Linked DNA regions of Arachis hypogaea: region 1 is linked to region 2. Evidence: chromatin contacts called from public Hi-C data. All regions are on one chromosome and are shown on one strand. The core of a region is the stretch at or near the end of the contact, and the rest is flanking DNA. Distances in the headings are between cores, read along the strand shown.

Region 1 (5,303 bases), core at 796-3,295, 96 kb before region 2:
GCAAAACACATCTCTCTTAATTCACCATCAGATGTAAGAGCCCTCAGTCCACCATCTAAGCTCCTCCCAGGAGGCAGCCACCAACATTGAAGTATGTTGTCATACCCAAGCTCCTTGTAATAGTTCCTTACGAAGAACACATCCAACGTGTCCTCATCTAAATCTCCTAAGCAAGTTCTGTTATCTGGTGAGTACACTAGTATTCCATCATCATTTTTTTTAATGTTCCCCCATGATGGAACATGATATCCATCAAAGTCTCCATTTGCATTATGCAAAAAACCAAATTGAGGAACCAAACAATCAGATTCGCACATGTAAAAATAAACATTGACATTCAACCACTTATAAAATACTAGAAACACCCATCAACCAACCCAACTAAGATTGCATTCAAAACAGAGCATGGAAAAAATTTCACCCTTACACACAAAAATCCTAACAGATAATAAAAAACTTTTAACTTTCATCAACCAAAATCAAATTTTCAACAAACACAGACATTGATGCTATTCTTTTTGTTGAAAAGCATTATTTTTTCGAGTTCAAACGTACCTTCGTGTGATTGCGATGAACTGCTTCTCCTTCCTTCACCAACAACGACCGCACAACACTATCACAGTGGCAGCGAATTCCACGGAGCTAAACGTTTTCAACCTTCAAACCCTATACAATGGCCAGCACTCAGGATTTCATGGTGCATTGTTTTGGTTTTCAGGACGAAGAGGAAGATGAAGTGATCATAGAACTTGGGTTATTTGGGTTTTGTTTCTAAACATACATGAAACGACGCCGTTCCATCCATCCACATTTTTAGTGCCAAGATTGCACTCCAGCGTGGCACCCAGTGTGGCTTCTCAGTGCCAGGTCACTGCCGGCGACAGTTAATTTGCCCGGAGATGTGGTTAGGGATGACCTTGGTGCAATTTTAACAAAGTCGGGAATATAAATAGTGCAATTGGTAAGTCAGGGACTAAATTGGTGCAAATCGTAAATCTCATGGACCACTTTGGGGTTTAACTCCAACTTAGACACATAACTGCCAAATTCAATTTTAATGGTTACGAGAACCTATACGCTTTTTAATTTGACTCGTGGTGAGGCAAGATCACAAGCAACGACACTTGTTTTTTAACAATAAAAAACTCAACATCGTTTTGCCGCTTTTGAATTTTAATATGGAGGCATAGCTGGTGCTAGACGCTGATATGGGGAGGAGGGGTGCTTGAGATTGGGTCAGAGAAAATAGAACTCGGACCGTGCGACTGGGAAGACGCAACTCGGACCGTGCGAGTTCCTGCTGCCAAAGCGGACCGTCCGATTTGTTGCTACCTCCATCCACGTGTCGTTGACCAGGTGCTCCCTAGAGACGGTGCCCATTTAGCACAACCAACCCCCTCTATTGCATGCGTACCAGGAATTTCACTTTCCCTTTCTTCTCCAGCCAGCTTTGAAGCCTTCATCTTCTTCCTCCCTCAACCATTTCTGCTTCATCTGTTTGAACTAAAAAAACCCAAATGTCAAAGAAATCAAAACCTAGAAATGTTGATCGTCCGGAACTTTACATTGAAAAAATTACTTTAAATTATTTTTTTTATATACATACAAAAACAGAACCTAACAAAAATAATATAAAAAATATTTATTATATAAATAAATAAATACAATAAAAAATATAAAAGAGAGTATTATAAATTTCATAATATTAAACAAAAAAAATATTCTATAATTTTTCTAATATTATCCGTACTCTTTAATTTAGTATTATTTTGGACTATAAATTTTCATTATTTATGGCTCTATTGTTACTTATAATTAATTTTTTATTTATTTTGTCCTTTTTTATAAGATCATAGTTTATATTATACAAAATTTTGATAATAAACATAGTATATAATAATTACAATTACAAATTTTACAAAGTAAAAATAAAAAATAAAATAAATTAATATAAAACAAAGATAGAGTACATCAAAGAATAATACACTTTCTCTATCATCCATTCCTATCATTCACTAAAACAAAAACAAAAATTTTACCAGCAACTATTTTTTTCCAACTCAACAATACAGACTCCACACCCTGAGAAAGAAGAAGAGAAGTCGAAGAAGGTTAACAAACTTGGATCTGGTCGGCTATCTATGGTTCGGGAACTTCATAACTATATATATATACACACAACTCTGACCATGCGACTACTAGAACCTACTTCCCCAACGAACAAAACGGACCATCCGATTTGTTCCATGAGAAATGGCAGGGTCCGATTTCCATGATGTGAGTTTCATCTACTCTAAGCAAAACGGACCATCCGATTTGCATATAAATTTTGGAAACAAAGAATTTGGAGGGTCCGATTTCTCCACACCAACTCTGATAAAAAAACTGTCCCACATAACGGTGTAGAACCCCATCTTCTATAACCCTGTAAAACACCTACACCCCTTCCATAACCAAAAAAATAGCCTCGTTTTGCTTCATCAGTGCATCCTCTTTTAGTATTTTTATGGGTACACAGTAGAAGTCAAACTAACATCAAGTCATTTTTAAATCGTTTAGGAGTTAGGACATAGCAGGTATAGGATGAACAAAATATGATGGACAATACTGATATTTACTCCGAATATTTGAGACAAAAATAAAACTTTGCATAATAAATTATATATGTTAGAATTATTTGTCTATAAGTTTTGGATGTCTAATTTTTATTAAGCCATAAATTTGAGGAACAAGGGAAGCAAGGCCGGATAAGTCAGAACAACAGACACGGTCATGAACTTAAACTATACTTGCAATATGAAGCCAATAATATTGATACAAAAGCAAAGGGGTTAAACACAAGATTTCTACCTATGACGCCACGACTTAAAGGAACAAAGTCTTATATGTATATTACTAAAGTCCTATACACTATTGACAAGTGGCCTAACATAAAAGCATAGAGACATCAAATACACAAACTTATTTAATTGTAAAAACAAAAAATAAAGACACATACAAATGCAGTCATGAGAGCATTATGAGGAAGCAGAAGTAGCGGAAATTCTCTCGAAGCGACTAAGCCTGTTATCTGCGAGTCTTGTGGCATAAGCAGAACTCTTGTACTCAAACCAAGTAAACTCATTGTATAAGCTTTCCTTTCCATTCAATAAGAGAGATGGCAATGGGGCTATTCTCTCACTCAGAGGTGGACCACAAAAGTAAATCATTGACAGCCTTGATTTCAACCCGTTCGCCAGAACCCTGTGCCGTACGCTCCGAAACCGTCCATTGGTCAAAACCTGTGGATGCATATCCCCGACCAAAACAATCGTCAAATGAAAATGAGATATTTGGGATGACTAGACAAAGTGGCTGGCATATTCCATTTCAAATATAGTATGCAAAATCATGCTGACACAACATGATACGAAAAACATTTTGTTTTCATGTTTTTCGTACAAATTCCATGTCATCTTGAATAAAAAATGTTTCCTACACCAATAAAAGTCGGTTAGTATATTAAAAAAAAAAAGTCAAAGAGGCGAATTCTTTTTCAACTAACAACTCAGCTAACAATTGAATATCAAGAAAAACATCTAAAATTAAAAATAATAAGAATATCTAAAGCATAAATAAAATTAAATTTTATAATTTATAATATAAAATTTAAGACATAAAATTTAAGATTTAAAATTTAGGATGGTAAGTAAAGAATAATTGACAACAATGATAAATAATAATGGCTATAACAACAAAAAATAGTGGTTGACAGGTTGGTGATGACTAGTGATGAATGAATAAAATTATAGTGTTTTGAAGGAAAAAAAAAGTGATAAAGAATAAAAAAATTACTTAAAAAAAATATTTTTTGTCTTATTTTTTTGTATTGTTGGGTTTTCTTAAAAGAAAATGTAATTTTTATTTTTGTTTTCTAAAAGAACTCTTTGCAGTGCTGGCTATGGGTGTTGGTTTCCTAACATGATTGGGAAACATAAATTTGAGAGTCGAATCAATAAACAAAAATTCTTTTAGATGATGTTGTAGTGTTTACGTGTCGCTTTATGAGTATAGTGTTTTTATAGTCCTTATGAAACGATTTGAAGATGAGTGTATCCACATGTCAAAGCAATTATCCATAGGAACAGGAGGAATAAGCATATGTCTCATTATTGGCTTCCAACAATAAACTAAACTAACATGTTGTGTATTATGTCTACTATACCTGCAGAGCATCACCGACATTGACAAAGAAAGAGTTGTGATCAGGTGGCACCGAAACCCAACTCCTATCTCTCAAACAAATTTGGAGTCCCGAACTGTTGTTGGACCTCAACAGCGATATGATTTGTGGGTCTGTATGCTCACCAAAACCAATCATGCCTTTGCCATTATTATTATTGAAGTTCTCAGGATATGGAGGGTAATGGTTGAGCCTGAAGACTGAGTCACTCTCCTTGTCCATCATCATCTTGCTGAACACATTCTTTTGCTCAATGTTCAATCCCTCAGCCATCAGCTCAAGAATCACACATGCCATCTTCCTCACAGCACACATGTAATCACTTAGCACATTCCTGCCAGAACAATATATATATATGATAAATCAATGAGCTTTTTCCTTCCTTGTTTGATAGTGAAAAAACATTCATTTTGGGAATATAACGTACCGAAACTGCTCTGCTTTTGGACCAAAAACAGAAGAGAGTCTGATGAAGTTGTAGTCATGGTTGTTTGTGAGAAGGAGGTATTCGACCCAACCAAGGTCACCGTTGCGTCCAATGTTCTTGTTGCCATATCCAAATGGATTGGGAGTGCCTGCTTTCTCCTTCTGAGTGAGGGGGAGGGAGAAGAACTCTGCGGCTTGGGACTCCAGGTTGGAGATAGCTTCCATAGGGACAGCATGGTTAATGACCTTGAAGAAGCCATAGTCCTCACACGCCTTCAATATGAGAGTCTTTGCTTCCACGGGTTTGGAAAGGTCCACCACAGGGACGATGGATGTAGGGAATGTGGGTGTTTTCCTTATGCAGGAGTACTGCTCTGTTGTTGGTTTGGACAACACCACCATCTTTCTTCTTGTTTTTGTGGTTTATGTTTTATTTTATTTCCTCAAGTGCTAGATACAGAAAAGAAAGACAGTTTGTTTTCAGAGAGGTTATGGAGAGTCAAATTAATGTGAATTGAAAGATGTTAGAATTGAATGGAAGATGCTTGTGAGGAATGGTTTAGGCTCTTCGCTATTTATAGCCAGAAAATTTCGTGGGGGCAGAGGGGAAGAGAGACACTAGAGAGGGTGGGGGCCGGGGGATAGCGACAGACAG
Region 2 (5,353 bases), core at 2,830-5,329:
GTTGATTTAAATTGAGAACATATTTTGTACAAGAAACCACTTTATTATTTTTTTAGATCATTAGTTATGTTTTTAAAAATTGATATTAGATTATTAATATTTGTAAAGACTTGCATTTTAAGTTTTAAGACATTATTTTAATTTTATTTATATAATTTTATACTTTTTTTTAATTATGACCGGGTGAATCAGTGACCCACCGGTTGAACCAGTGACCCAGTGACCCGATCATATGACCGGATTGATTACCGGTTCGGTTCTGATAACTATGCTTATTAAAATAGTTGATCGTGTGAAAGGTACGGCTTATGGTGGTGTCTGGTCCTGCAAGTCAGATTGAAAGTGGTCTTATGGTAGAAAGTTAGTGATCTAACTCTACTTTTAGAATTCTTATTTCATAGAGATTTTTTCTTTTAATTTCTTTTGATCACCCTTCTTTTAATTTCTTTTAATTGTTGTTTTGTCTAGCTGAAGTTGGATACTAACATTTTTTTTTTTTGGTTTTGTATGGAAAGTAATGGGACATTTTCTATTGACATGAAATTTTGTTCATCCTTTTAGCCTTAATGCTTATGTTGTCTAGATTTTATTTCTGGGTGGCCGACGATGATGTTTATTTACTTATTTTATTTTTCAGATGGAGATGAGTCATGATGTGATTACTACGTGCATTATGTTCAAAACTGTCTTAGTGATTTTTTTTCAAAGTTCTGATTAAATGTTTTGCTTATCTAGATCTGCGACTTCATGACCAACTTTTGTAGTATACAGTGACGGACCCAGAAAAATTAGCAGTGGAGGCAAAAATATAATAAAATTTAGGTATAAATATTTTTTTTTTTTTGCTTTTCACGATACCCAATAAATTAAGGATTAATTTGTTATGAATTTAAGTTTCACCGACAATAAGTTGTTACACATACGAGATGGAATTTGAACCCTTAATATTTACTTAATCGGACAACTAAGTTATCACTTGACCAATCCAAATTAGTTTAAACGTATTTAAAATTTTAAATGAGAACTATCTATACATATTGATAAAAACTAAAAATATATATACAATCACTTATTATAATATTTAAAATAATAAAAATATAATTTCATACACACAGTATAATATTTAAAATAATTAAAAAAATAATTTATAATGACTTTTTTTAGCATGACTAAATATTATTTTTTATATATTTTTTAAATAATTATTTTATTTTTTATTATTTCATATTTAATTATCAAATCTACTTATTATAGTCTTTACGGTATAAATAAATTTTTTAACTAAAATAATTATAGTATATTAACATAATATATTTTTTATCTTAAATAATTTTTAGAAAATTACAAATAATATAAGTGATATTTAATTAAAAAACAAAATTTTGATTTAATTATCAATTAATTAACTAATATAATAAAGTTAATTATCACTATTTTTTGAGTTTATTTATTTATTTTTTTATTAAATCAAATTTAATAAAATATTTTTTAACATAAAATACAAAAAAATATTTATATTTTATTTGAAGAGAATATATATATAAGTGTAAGTATTAGCTTTTTTTTTTTTTTTTTAATTGCTATAAGCATGGGTCCGTCCCTGGTAGTATGAGTTAGTCTATGACCAGTTTTTAAAATTGTGCTCCCTTTCTTAATAAGCTTCTCAAAGCATCACAATTTTGTAAGAGATACTGAAAAATATTATGTGATGCTTCTGCTGTTTCATTTTAGCGTGATAAAGTATTTATTATGTTCTATTTTGTACACCTTTGCATGAAAACATACATTCTTCCACTATTTCATCACATTTTGTTATTAGATAGTTTACTGTGTTTGTCTTCTATTAACTATATTAATATAATAAAAAGAGATTAATTACTAATTTTTTTGTTCATAAATTAATTTTTGCACTAATCCATATATGAACATGTGTTTTCTTTTAAACAAAAATGCCTTCTACTGAATATTTTTCACCATATTCTTCTTTGCCATTGGGTTAGTGCAAGTTGTAGTCTTTTTACATGGAATCAGAATTTGTATCTTCTGTTTGATACTAATTATATCTAGATGGAAGATCATTCTGTAGTTTACTACTTGAAAAGGCAGAAGAAAATTATAAATTGGCTGTTTGGTCTCTAATTTTACGTTTGTTGAAAGATGAATTTGTAGTTTACTTTACTATCACAAATTTCATTTGCAGATTTCATGATGCAAATTCTATGTCACTAGCGTTTAGCGTTCTTGAGGATCTTATTGAGCTTTTAGGGAGTAAAAGTTGCCTCATTGAAGAGGCGGGGAGCCTACAATGTCTCCAATCAAATTGGTAGGTATCGATACTGCTTGCTATATTGGCCAGTAGTATTTAAGACTTATTTTTTCATTTGATAAACTCATGATCTATGAGTGAGAGATCCAAACTGGTGGCATTGGTACTTGAATTGCAGTTTGCATTAGTTTTAATTCAACTTAGTGACGAAGATGGTGAAATACGCTATTATATCTGGATGATTATATAAGGTTCTGGACCAGGTAAATATTTTTGTTTTAAAAATAAATAAAATACTTTGTAGAATAACATATCATAGTTTGAGCTAGATGTCTTGGAATTGTTTTAAATTGTTTTTTTCTTCCTCTATTCTTCTCTGCCATTAGATATTGTTGTTTTGTTTGATTTTTAGCTTTTTTATTTTGGTGATATAAGCTTTAGGTTTTCATCAAGCTGGCCTATGACTCGGGTTTTAATAAACTGGAAATTGGAAATTGTAAAGGATATTCATACACATGATTGATGTTTGATTAAACTGTATCATCATCATTGTGATTGTTCATTAGCCACTTATTCAATGTAGCTTTATGTTGGTGATTAGGTTTTGGATGCAATTCAAATATCTACATATATACTTTTACATGTAAATATACAATTCCTATTAATATCATTAGCCTCGAGAAAAAATGATTAATTGCTTCCTTTTACTGCAATCCAAAGCCAAAGAACCAATAGTATAATTGGTTTCATTGATAATCTAAGGAGAATATATAATATCTCAATTAGCTAGAAAGCTTAAAGTAGCTCTTTAACAGAATCAAATCATCTTTAAATCTGTAAGATTTCATAAAATATCTCAATAACATTATTTTATATACTCAGTATACTTGATATATACATTTTGTGGAGGCTATTAAAACCATTATTTTCTTTGTTACTTTTGTCATTTTGTTTCTTCTTTTTTTTTCCCTTTTTATTTGTATATTTGATGTTTTAGAGAAAAAAGTTGACAAGATAAAAAAAACTTCTGAACTTTAATTCATGTTCATCAGAGGTAAGAAACTCTTTAATTCAAGCTACTAACAACTTTAATTGTTCTTGGCAGTAAAAAGAGGCTAATTCATGTAAGTGTTGAGTTTAATTCATTTATACTACAATTGATATAAAGATATTTTTCTTTGCAGAAAAAAGTCTTTGGGTAATGCACTATGAGGCAGTTGCATAAGTATAGGTGATTTATACGCGAACTGCTTTGGTAAGAATAATGCCTTGAGATGAAGATTAAGTATTTTTGTTTTTATTTGTTTGATTTCAGAAAAAAACAAATTGAAAGCAATCTTTTTCATTGGAGTTAGTCCATGGTTCCTTTAAAAGAAGAGGTTAGCTTAGTAATTGCATCTATTAATAACAATTTAGTGCAATATAAGATAAGGTTATCAAAAGTACATTAGCTATTCTCATTGTTTGTAACTTTCAATTTTACCTCAAAAGTCTTGAACAATGAATTAAAGATGTAAGAAATATTAATTTCCTCTCTTGATAATTTTTAATCATCTATGTTCGATCATGAGTGCTTTTGTTGTTGATTCAACTTGGTAGATTTTATTATATCCTACATGTGATATATCTATTAACCTTTGTAAATGTGGATTTTACCTCAGATTTTATTTTATTTATTTTCTTTTTGAAGGGTATTCATATTAATTGAGTGTAAGATTCAAACATGATGGCCTTTTGGGGAGCAAAACCATAATCATTTATGTATGAAGAATTTTAATTTGAATGTCTTCTTCTTTTTTTTTTTTTTTTGTCATGTGGATTACACAGTCCTAATCCTAAGCGTTACTTATGCACCAAAATACCCACACCACACTCACACACACTACATGTGTTCATTTTTAGATTCATTTTTGGGTGCATTGAAATGTCTTCCGTTTTTTATGACTGTTGTATTTATTTCAGACTATGAAAGCACTTTATCTATTCATGGGCAATGTATTGGATGTTTGAACATGAGTCCAAACTATTTATTTATTTTAAAATATTTTATATGATAATTGGTGAGTTTGAAATCATTGTTGTAATTTTTTTTGAATTTTTTTTAAGTTAAAATATTGGTTATAGAATGATTTATGTTTTGTTATATATTCATATATGAGCTCCTTTGTGCATAGATTAAGAAAACAAAATAAAATAGATTTGTGAAAAAATATGCTCGACGATTGGAAAACATATTAAGAAAATATTATGAAAAAATGCGGTTTAAAGGTTACCATTTAAAAAAAAGTTATTAAAAAATATAAATTAATATAAACTAAAATATTAAAGAATATTAACAATATTAATTTTTCTATATACTAGCTAAATTAATCATTTAATTTGTATACTAAATAAATTAATTCTTTTAATAAATATATATATTAATCTTTTTGTAAACAAATTATACATAAATACAACAAAGTAGATTAAGTATATGACGACTTGTGCGTAGTGCGGGCCAAGCACTAGATCTAATAATATAACTAAATATCACTTAGTTAATATTTGTTATTTGTGTAGTTACAATAATATAAACTATTTTTATTAAAGTTTTAAACACATAATATAATAGCTTTTACATATAAGTGAAATCTGCTAACATGGACTAAAAATATGAAAAATTATTCAGTCTGAAAAACAAATAATGGAACAGTTTTATACACTGTACAATAAATTTTTATGCACAAAAATTTGTTCAAATAAAAAGTAACAACTATTAATATAAATGATTATGTACCAACAAATTTTTATAATGGATTAACATTTAGCCTGCATAACAAGGGATTTACACTAGTAACTCTAACAAGAAATTAGAAGATAAAGAGACAAGATGAATGAGTAAATTGTGATGGATACTTACATGGATCTCTTTAAATAGATAAAAAAAAAATTGCCATATCTTATCATGTATACACAATACACTATAAAAATTAAGTAAATTACCATTTTGATTCTTAAAAGATTATAATTTTAACAAAATAAACTTTAAAAGGTGTAAATAACAAAATAACCACCAAAAATTTAACAAACTAAACTAAATGTTTAGTC

Evidence for each region. A called contact is a pair of places that touch in the nucleus more often than the background predicts.
Region 1: a contact with region 2 is called in a Hi-C map of an unstated tissue, with 2.2 times the contacts expected there. The contact joins the promoter of LOC112737935 here to the enhancer-like site in region 2. A contact is called at or near these places in 2 of 8 Hi-C or Micro-C datasets (leaf and an unstated tissue).

What each region holds. Positions count from the first base shown.
Region 1 is chr13:31,198,605-31,203,907 of arahy.Tifrunner.gnm2.J5K5, reverse strand. LOC112737935 reads right to left here and starts at 2,045. Exons shown (of 2, transcript XM_025788090.2): 1 at 1-2,045. It overlaps LOC112737934 (gibberellin 2-beta-dioxygenase 1), which reads right to left and starts at 5,297. Exons shown (of 3, transcript XM_025788089.3): 1 at 4,650-5,297; 2 at 4,205-4,556; 3 at 2,677-3,474. The coding sequence starts at 5,050. The coding sequence ends at 3,427.
Region 2 is chr13:31,105,022-31,110,374 of arahy.Tifrunner.gnm2.J5K5, reverse strand. No RefSeq gene overlaps it. Among protein-coding and RNA genes, the nearest start is that of LOC112737933, 5.3 kb to the right of the region's middle. Within about 2 kb of position 4,079, at least 1 of the 3 cell types and tissues checked has open chromatin away from gene starts, as enhancers often do.